Regions from separate parts of the Triticum aestivum genome. Here region 2 is linked to region 1. The links are chromatin contacts, called in public Hi-C maps. All regions are on one chromosome and are shown on one strand. The core of a region is the stretch at or near the end of the contact, and the rest is flanking DNA. Distances in the headings are between cores, read along the strand shown. Region 1 has its middle 13 kb from the start of LOC123107384. Region 2 holds the start of LOC123107385 (transcription factor bHLH137).

What was found. A called contact is a pair of places that touch in the nucleus more often than the background predicts.
Region 2: a contact with region 1 is called in a Hi-C map of leaf, with 2.9 times the contacts expected there. The contact joins the promoter of LOC123107385 here to the enhancer-like site in region 1. A contact is called at or near these places in 3 of 5 Hi-C or Micro-C datasets (leaf, root and an unstated tissue).

The regions. Positions count from the first base shown.
Region 1 is chr5A:503,290,919-503,296,040 of IWGSC CS RefSeq v2.1, forward strand. No RefSeq gene overlaps it. Among protein-coding and RNA genes, the nearest start is that of LOC123107384, 13 kb to the left of the region's middle. Within about 2 kb of position 3,038, at least 2 of the 8 cell types and tissues checked have an H3K27ac peak or open chromatin away from gene starts, as enhancers often do. A contact at or near this core is called in leaf, where this site is marked.
Region 2 is chr5A:503,387,077-503,392,198 of IWGSC CS RefSeq v2.1, forward strand. LOC123107385 (transcription factor bHLH137) reads right to left here and starts at 2,582. Exons shown (of 8, transcript XM_044529373.1): 1 at 2,237-2,582; 2 at 1,981-2,121; 3 at 1,796-1,864; 4 at 1,619-1,687; 5 at 1,432-1,518; 6 at 1,167-1,307; 7 at 900-1,041; 8 at 422-731. The coding sequence starts at 2,461. The coding sequence ends at 931.

The sequences.
Region 1 (5,122 bases), core at 1,788-4,287:
AAGTAGTAGTGTAGTAAGGCCAACTTCACAGCGCGACCCCATTCTGTCCGCGTGCGTCTGTTTGGGGTAAAACGGACGAATCAGACGGCCCAGCGCGCGGGCGCAAACGGACTTTTGTCCGTTTTCTGTCCGCTTTCGACCCAGCACCGGCTCAAGTTTGCGCCACTTTTGGGGTGAAACAGACAGCACGCGGACGGGCGCGGCGTCTGCGCTTATCCTTCCCTGGCCTGCCCGCCGGTGGCACAGGGGCGCCTTTTTCTATCCGCCCCCTCCCTCCCTCCGGCCGCACCCCCCCCCCACTCTTCTCAACTATTCCCCACTCTTCCTCCGCCGCGCCATGGACTGGCCGGGCATCGGGCCGGAAGGCCCTGGCAGGGCCGCAAGGCTGCATGTAGGCAGTGGCTCCTCCTCTAGCCGCTCGGATCTACACCGTCGGTGGTACGTCGGCAGATACACGAATGGTGGTCGGCCGGGCTCGGTGCTAGCCCAAAAGCTCGTCGGCGCACCGTTGCCACTCATTAAGTGAGACCACTGCTCAAAGAAGGTCGTGCGCCGCGTGTCTACAACGCTGGAACATCCTGGATGGGTGTTCATCAAGTGCTTAAACGATGGGGTATGTGCTCTTTGTAGCTTCGGCTTGTGCTCTTAGATTTGACTAGTTGTGCTAACTTAAAATTTTATTGTGTAGCATGGATGCAAGTTTTGGTATTGGGAAGAAGAGTACATCGATATATTGATAGATCGCAATTTAGTAGATGTTCGTGCACTTTTAGCTAGCATAGAGGCTAGAGATGAGACTAGTGCATTTGTTGCTAGATTAGAGGCTAGGCATGAGACTAGATGTGAGGAAGCAACCTCTGCTTCTTTAGACTCAAAGAAGACAGAAGCACGCAAGATCGAGCCTCCTCCGCAGATAAATTAAACAATGACTGCATCGAGAAGGCACTAATCCAACTTACAGGGACAGTTATGGAAGTTGGATATCTTCTAAAATGTATTCTTGTGGTTCTTGCTTTGTTTGTCTTGCTTTTCTAGTCAAAATTTGGTGATGTATCCCCATGTACCAAAAATGAATGATGAAAAAAAGTTAAGGGCTTGCAAAAAAAATATACGCGGACAGAATGCGGCCGGGATGCGTCCGCGCGTTGGGCGCACGACCACCGCATCTCAGAAACGGCCCGGACACGACCCCATTGCCCTACCCAAACGGATATAATCCGGGCAAAACGGACGTTCGTTTGGGGTCGTGCGGTGGAGTTGGCCTAACCCACTCCCTCCGTTCTATGATCTGCATTTGTTAGGCCTTCATATTTTGAAATAAATTTGAATATTAAAATTTAAGTTATATGAGACGAAAATATATTAGTATCGGATTTGTATTAGAAATAAGTTTTCAATGGCCAGGGCCACACCAGAACCAGGGCGAGCGATGCGGCTGGCCATGGCATTGCTGGTGGAGGAGCGGCAACGGGTTCATTGGTTTGGGTGGGGGTGTGGTGCTGTCAGGGAAATATCAGATGTGGGAAGGTTTAGAGGATTCCAGAGTGCGGTGAGGGCATCGTAGAGAAAGTAACTCTGGCAAGGTGGGGCGGCCTGCAACAGGGTCATGGCTGGAGGGAGGAGGAAGGTGAACCCATAATAGTTGCACTTCAATCCATTGATCCAACAAATTGATTAAGACTATAAAAAAACAATTAACTCGTGCCTAGGGGACAAGGGCAAGCCTGCTTTGATAGGGAGAGCGATAACAGTGGTGATCTGATGATGGTAGTGGTCGTTCGATGGTAACTTTTATTTATTTTTTGAAACGGAGGTGGTAATTTTTATTACGTTTGAGGTGCATCGTAGTTCTGATGAACATCTACTATTATAGATCTATATAGATCTTCTGCGAGGAAAGAAAAAACTCACGCTAATGTGGGCTGGCGATCCCGAAATTACTTGGGGATGGCTCTGTAGAGGCTTTCTCGCACCCACGTCGACCGATGGATGATTCCATGCATGCATGCATGACGGTAGGTGCATTCAAGTAGCGCAACCGATCGATCGGCCGGCAGGCGGCTGCAGGGCCAGGCCAGGCTGCTAGGCGGTTGATGGTGGTGGGCTTCCGCGTAATTAAATGCATGCGTCTGGACCTCATCAGGTCACTGTGCTAGCTGCGATCGATCGCAGCCCGCTCTTGCATGCTGCGACGCAGTTTACGTGGCTTTTAGCCGTCGTATTTGTACGAGCAGCCACTGTTTCGATCGGTATCGGCTTTCGAGCTGAGCATGCACGCACGTACGTACGTACGCACGCACGCACCACCACGGCATGTTTTCCGCGCAAAAGGGCACGGAGAGCAGGCAGCGCGGCATGGAGGCTGCATGTACGTACGTGCGTCCTGGTAATTCTCATCGTGCACTGCATGCGTGGTAGCTTTGTCACCGATATGTGTGATGTACCGGCCATCTACATCGTTGGCCCATAACCTATGGAGTATATGCGTGCATGTGCCTTTTTTACATCGACCATTGCAATTGGTCCACATATGCATGCATGCATGCGTACGTACGGATATACTGTATGTACGCTGGAGGACCATCTCCGGTTCGATGGTATTTACGTCCAGCCTACCACCAGGCCGGGGTCAACAGTCTAAGAGCACCTTCAATTCGATGCCATGTGTAGGTTACAGTGGTATAGCTAGCCTTCAAGATGTCCTGTCTCTCTCTCAAAAAAAAAAAAGATGTTCTCAAGAAAAGCCTCAAGGCCTCAACCACGATCGTACATGAAAGCTGGTCTGCAGACTATCTTGTTGTCGGCACATGCATTGATCCCGTGGAACCACAGTTTTCCAGCTAGTTAGGTAGCTCCGTCACAAATTATGCCACGTCCACGGACACACAAACGCACGTACACCGTCTCTCTCTCTCTCTCTCGATCAATCATTATCGCTCACCGCCAAGGCGGCAACCGATGAGTCAACGATCCACCCGAACCGACCTTCAATCATCAAAGACGAGACGGGTGGTGGATCAGCTGGCAGCGTCCTTGTCGAGCGGTCCGGGCGTACGTGTTCCTCCCCCGCGAGACCTCCGCGCCCACACCCGGCCAACCGATCGGTATCGATGGTAATCAAGCAGCTGGCCGACGTCGACCCGGCCGGCGGACGGCGACCGCTGCAGTCCTAGGACGACACCGTCACGCGCCCATGCTGCGCTGCCGGTGTGCGCGCCATCCGATCAACGGGCAGCGGCCACCTGCCATGCATTCGCGTGCGTTTCGGGCGCGCTGACATATATGTCCGTGTGCACACGGGCGGGCGGGCGGGCTCGCCGGCCGGCCGGCACGGCGCCGCGGGCCAGAGCTCGCCGTGTCGTCCGGCGGAAGGGCCAGGGGGACAGATGGTACGGTGATTTCATCCTTTGACGACGGACGGATGGATACAGCTGCCTGCGGCCAGCGCGGGTACGTGCGTTGATCGATAACGGATGCCGCGGGGACTATATATGTGCATTTCGATTGGACGGACGGAGACCCGGGCGATCGATCGAGGTCCATCCATCCATCGATGCCTTGCTGTGTGAAGTGACTGCAGGTTTGTTGCCCGATGACCAGAACCGGTCGGCCAGCTGCGACCTCGCTAGCTAGTTCGATTGTGAAGTGGCGATTTTTTTTTTTTGAAAAATATTCAATCTGTTCATCAACTATCAATGCAGTACAAAAAATATCAAAAGTAACACAGATTACATCCATATCTGTAGACCATCTAGTGACTACTATAAGCACTGAAACGAGACAAAGGCGCGTCGTCGCCATCACCCCTCCTTCATCGGAGCTGGGCAAACTTTGTTCTAGTAAACAGCCGGGAAGTAGTCGTACTAAGTCCCCATAAGACCAGCGCACCAGAACGGCAACCGTCGTAGATGAAGAGACGCATAGATCAAAAGGATTCAACCTGTAGACATGAACGCAGACGAACAGAGGTCGGATCCAATCAGATCCACTGAAGACAAGCATTGATCGAATCCCGCAATATCTGCCGCAGACACACCTCCACATGCCCTCCGATGACGCTAGACGCACCGTTGGAATGGAGGCTAGGTAAGGAGAAACTTATTCCATCTTCAGGAAGCCACAATTGTCTCGTTTTCCTGAGCAGGACAGAAAATCTAACCAAACTAAAAACATATCTAAAAATAGAGTGCTCCTGTCAGTAAGGGTCGGGATCCACCATGCCCCCATATGGCCCTAGCTCCACTGGTTATGAAGTAGATCGACATCGGCGCCGAAGGGAGGCAAAAAACCTAACCACATATTCGCACCCGACGAGAAACTTATGTCATGTGAAATGGCGATAGATCGTGCTGTCTAGCCAAAGTGCACAAATCTTGCAGCAAGCAGCTGACTGAAGTGGACTAGTGTACCTGGGAAACCTGGAGTACGAACATAGTTCAAAAGTGCTACTGAAATTCCTAAAAATGGACAATTAAAAGGAAAAGGATCCAATCCAATGGACAGATCTCGAAGAAAAATCGGTTGCTCTCACCTAAGAACAAACTACCCCTCTTCTTCCCCCGTTGTCTCTCTTTCTCTCTGTAAAACCACATGTAAGGTCACTCTCAAGTTCTTCTGATGTCAGCCTGTGAGGCGTGGTGTTTTGACATTTGCCAAATTCTATGATGTTTGTTGTCTACTCAGGTTCACTATGTTGCAATGGTTCCTTATGCCTGTTGGGAAGGATTCAACTTTATATTGCGAATGTGTTTTCACATTGTTGTATGTGTGATGCATGTGTTTGTCTTGCATGATGCGAGTGTTGCGATCCATTTCCAAACCTAACTCTACAAATCGTTGGGGATTCATTGTGTGCCAAGATTTTTCTTGTTGCATGTATGTGTTGAAATGTTGCATCATTTTCTCATACTTTTCTTCAGGAAATGTCGCAACACACGACACACATGTTGGATGGGGGAATTCTTTACTATTGCATAGACCAGATTGCTCTGGATCCTGACTTAAAATCAAATCCGATGGCCGGGTACGCAGTTGGTTTTCACCCAATTATAGTCGGCTCATGCCTAGCACAACCTTAATTAAATGACATGGCATCACATGCTGCTATCCACATACACATACC
Region 2 (5,122 bases), core at 1,332-3,831, 96 kb after region 1:
GAGATCCACTGGGTATTTCCGTGTAAAATGATACTAGTATACATACTATACTAGAATTTTACAAGTAGCTAGGTGCATGTACTCCCTCCGGTCCTTTTTACTCTGCACATTGGATTTGCCGAAAGTCAAACTTTGCTAAGTTTGACCAAATTTATATTAGAAATTATTAGCATCTATAACATCTAATAAATATAATATGAAAATATATTCCAAGATGAATCTAATGATATTGGTGGTGTTATGTGAATGTCTATAATTTTTTATATATATTTGGTCAAAGTTGGATGAAATTGACTTCGGACAAACCTAATATGTGAAGTAAAAAGGACCGAAGGGTGTAAATATTAGAGCTGAAATGATCAAACTGTATGTTCAGAAGTGAAATGAACTGAGACTGTTTTTGTCCAAGAGTCAATTGTCGTTTGTCACAGCAGAAATGGCCCTCTTTTATATAAACAAATGATCCAATCATAAACATCTTTTGTCTAAGCTAGTAGAGTACAACGGGCGATGGCAAGGCATCACTTGGAAAGATGCTAGCTACTAGTACAACACAAGCCTCTCTGGTTCTACTGCTAATCAATTAATAACTCTAGTTGCTAGTACTTCACTGATCTCTACTGCTGCATGCATGCCACCAGATAAGGGGATGGATCACTAGATCATCCAACATCTCAAACTCATCTGGTGCTTCAGTTCAGTCACCACTCTGGCCAGCATTATTTCCTCCCCTGCTAATCACAAATCCAAAAAAGAGAGAGCATCAAGTACTGTACTAAAAATTACTGTAATTTTTTTTATTGTATGCATTCCACATGGTGCTAGTGGTTAATTTTGATTTCACAGTGGTATGATGCCTACTTTTACTGAAACTTAAGTGCATAATCATGTCACTTTACCTAGACGTTGTCAAATGTAGGGTCCTTCCTTTCACTGCTGGAAGGAGCACATGTAGTTACTGAACACCACTTGATTGAACAGTTCGTGCCTCGGCTCACCTACTGTTTGCATCATGTAGCTGCTGCTGCTGCTGCCGTTGTCCTGGAAAATCATGCACACATGGGCAGCCTCATTCAGCACGGCAGGCATGTACATTGAACAGTGCTTTGGAATTGGGTCCTGAATGATCGATCATGTAGATCTCTAGAGAGAGAAAGTGGCCAAACCTGGGTGCCTTGAAGTGAGTAGGTTGGGGAGGAGGAGGAGGTGCCGGTGTCCATCATGGCCTGATATGGAGCTGGGCTAGATGATCTGTTCATGGGAGGACCAGTAGGTAATGCAGCTGCGTCATGGAACATGCCTTCAATCTTCTGAAACAACAAATTTATTTCCAAAATGTGCAAGTTTTTTAATAAGAAAGGTTGAGAAAAATATATGGTCTATCACAATGATCATATATATATTTGAGCTTGCATATTGATTAACTCATACTTGTGATTGGTCACTGAAGGCAGCCTCACTCTCCATGCCAAAACCATACACCACAGGGCTCAGGGAAGCAATCCTCATGGACAGGAACTGAATGGCAAATGAGAACTTGTTAATTAACTAAAGACATCTCCAAGGCTTAAGTGCTTTCCCTATATAAATATTGATAGTTTTTTTCTAACTTCAGTACCTCAACTTGGTTTTGCAGTGACTGCACATAGTTGATGATCTCATCCAAAATGAGAGCCTTACCAGTGACCTATACACAAAGCAGTGCACATTTTTCCTTCTAAAGTTAGTACCCCACGCACAACAAGTTATTTCAAGTGCAGTGGTGATTCTAATTAGGAGTGGTCAACTAACTTACAACCTTGTCACAGCCAGGGACCAGGGACTGCAGCATCCTCATCCTCTCACTGATCCTCTCCCTCCTCACCTGAAGCAAGAAAACAAAATGCCACAGCATATGAGTAACAAAAATAGGCCCCAAAAACCAAGCTAAGATAGCTACAACCACACAAGAGAAAATATAGTGAAGAACACCAGTAGTACCCTCTCTGAAAGGCTGTGGCTATCTGTTGCCTGCCCTCTCCTTGCCCTCACATGGATGTACCCCTTTGGTTCCTCCTCATCATCATCCATCTCCTTGCCCTGCTTTTTGCCTCCCCTCTTCCTAGTACTCTCCTTGGTTTCCTAAATTATTTTTCAGTCACAAACAATACTATCCATAAGCAACATGTGTACTGCTAAATGAATGTGTTTCAGAACAAACATAGAAGGTTCAATAAATCTGCTATACATATGGTACCTTGGAGTGGGCAGAGTTGAGGCTGGTAGTGTCCTCCTTGGGCTTCCTCTTCTTCTCCACAGAAGCAGTGGCCACAAGAGGGGTGTCAAGAACCACAGATGAGCCCTCCCGTGAGGCTGCTGCTGCTGCTGGAGCGTCCTCAGGGTTGCCATGGCAGAGCAAGAAGCTGCCGGCATTGGTGAGGCCATACTCCATCTGCTGCGGGAGGTGTGAGAATCCTGCCATTGCCCAACAGCCACAAGCTAGCTAGCTACCCTTGTGTTGGAGATGAGGTTTTCTTGGCAAGGAGGAGGGGTTCAGAGAAGAGCCAACAGCAAGTTTTTGGCTCCTTGATGTCCCTCCTGCCGGTTTATATAAAAGTTGGGGAGGGGTATAATGGTAGAGAGAGAGAGAGAGAAAGAGAGAGAGAGAGAGAGAGGAAGTGGGAGAGAGATGCATGATAAGACCAAATCATCACTGCATCTCTATTAATGGGGAAGATGGCAGTGTGGGCAGTGTTGAGAAAGGGCCCCCATGTCTCTTGTTGTAGGATGGAAATTAATAATGGAGGAGATGCCCATCATATATGATTTTAGTTGATTGATAGGAAATTTTTGTGGGATGGGGGAGGGGCTGGGGTGTTTTAATCTGATAGGTTGGAGCCCCTTTCTCTTTTCTGTCTCCCAAGCTGAGTGTGGAAGCACACAACACATTTTTCCTACTTTGGCCACATACTACACATTTTAGATTTTGATTTAAACGCTCTTATATGTCTTTATACAGGGAGTACTATTTTAATTTGTTTAAGTAGGTGCATTAGCTTGGTCAATTGACTGTACTAGTACCCTCTTGTCTCAGAGAAAAGCATCTGCCTTTAAATCTAGCTACCTTCTGAGACATAACCTGCAAAGGTAATTAAGTGATCTTAAAAGATAACCTGTGCACTGTGCTGTGCATATAAAGTCGCTGCATCAATAACTGCAAGCTGAAAGCCTGAAACCCCCATGACAGTGAGTATTAACTACATAATACTCAAGTGCTGTGACAGATTTTTTCGGACGGTAGTCAAAAGAGTCTTCTCGGTGAGAATACTACCGCTTCCATGCATGTCAGTCGCCGGGCACGTGTTAATTTTCTTTCCGTTTGTGGTTTCGCCCGCATTTGCAGAATTCAGCTAGAACTTTCCTGGGAATCGTTTGATCAGGAGGGGCCGTTGTCTCGATGAAATAGGATTAAGGACATGTACAATGATGCTATCTTAGAAGTGCCACATAGAATAATGGACGAGGTGAAACAAAGAGAAACCATAAAAAAAAAGGTTTGCATTCTCTTAATTAAGAGATCATCTCTTAGGAACAATTGTCACCACATATTTAGGAATATCTAGTTATTGGAGACAAGACTAAGAATGATCCATTGCACATTATTTGTTATTGCCTTATCTAGATTACATGGCGGACATAAGATAAGACAAATTTATCAACCATTGTACATGTCCTAAGTATACGATTTCGCTAATTATCAGTCAGCTGAGAATCAACTATTTCTTTTATTATAATGTATATAAAGGGAGTATTTCAGTCAAATTACTAATTGAAAAGAATAGTAAACTTTTTTAAATGTAAATGTGAATTGGCTATTTCTAAATAGGAACGTGTGCGATGAACAATACAAGCACGATTTGGGGAGGGATTTTTTTTCCTCTATTGTACTGTAACAAGGAAGAATTATCTGCATAAATCAAAAGTGAACAAAAAGCTTGTGATTCCATGCACATTAAAGCTATCAATTTTATCTATAGGGTATACCGTGACCACTAGAGGGGTATCGAGGGTATTTTTGGTCCATGTATTTTCGTGGGCAGGCACCAGCAAACGCATGTGTTGAGCACACTGCAGGGAAAGCCTTGTTGGTCGAGTACCAGAAATACTCGGCGATGGCCAAAAAAGACTCGGTAACAGCTTTGGCGAGTGTCACACTCAGCAAAGACTGTTCGGCTTATACCATGTCGGCAACACGGAGTATGCTGAGCGTCGATTGTCAAGGTACTCGGCAAAGCTTTTGCCGAGTGTCATACGAGGGTGCTCGGGAATATAAAGGTCAGACGGCCAACCGATGGAAACGGCGATGCCACATGGCACCTTGGTTTGCCGAGTGTCTACCTCCAGTGCTTTGCAAACACGGGCCGGCACGACGAGTCGCCATGTGGTATAAGTATATGCCTAGTATAGTGTCCCTGGTTCTCGACATAGGACTTTGCCAACTATTATGACTCGGCAAACAATGCTCCCTGAATGCTGCCACGTGTCCCGACATTTGCCGAGTAACCTTCCCATGATACTCGGCAATGGGCATGGATTTTGCTCCATAAGTACCGGGCTAAAATGTGGGATCCACATGTAAGTGATCCTAAACCCTTTGAAAATTAAACACTACTTTGTGTGCAATGCAAGACTAAATAAATATTATGTATTATATTTTATTTAGGGATTTATTTTTGTTGTTGCAATTGTATAAATAATTATTGCAAATACTGTTTGTATTTGCTCTATGAATATCCATGGATATCTAGTCTGTTACGGGCATGAGCAACGGGCAAGCTGTTGGATGTGAGCATGGTTCTTGAGGACCTCTGCCCAACCAAATCCGTCTCCATCCAAAGTTCCAAACAACCCTAGAAGTATATTCCAGATGTCTCATATATGCAACTATTGGCTCCACGAGCCTGGAGAGCTCTCGCTGGAAATTAAATTCGAATGTGGCCCTTCTCTTTTTCCGTATGATCAAGTGGAAATGAAATTTGAATGTGGCACTTCTCTTTTTATGAGTGAAAAATAATTACTACCATTAACTGTTTTCTAGAGGGACAAGACCAATAGCAGATCCAGTAGGGTGTTTCTTTGTAAT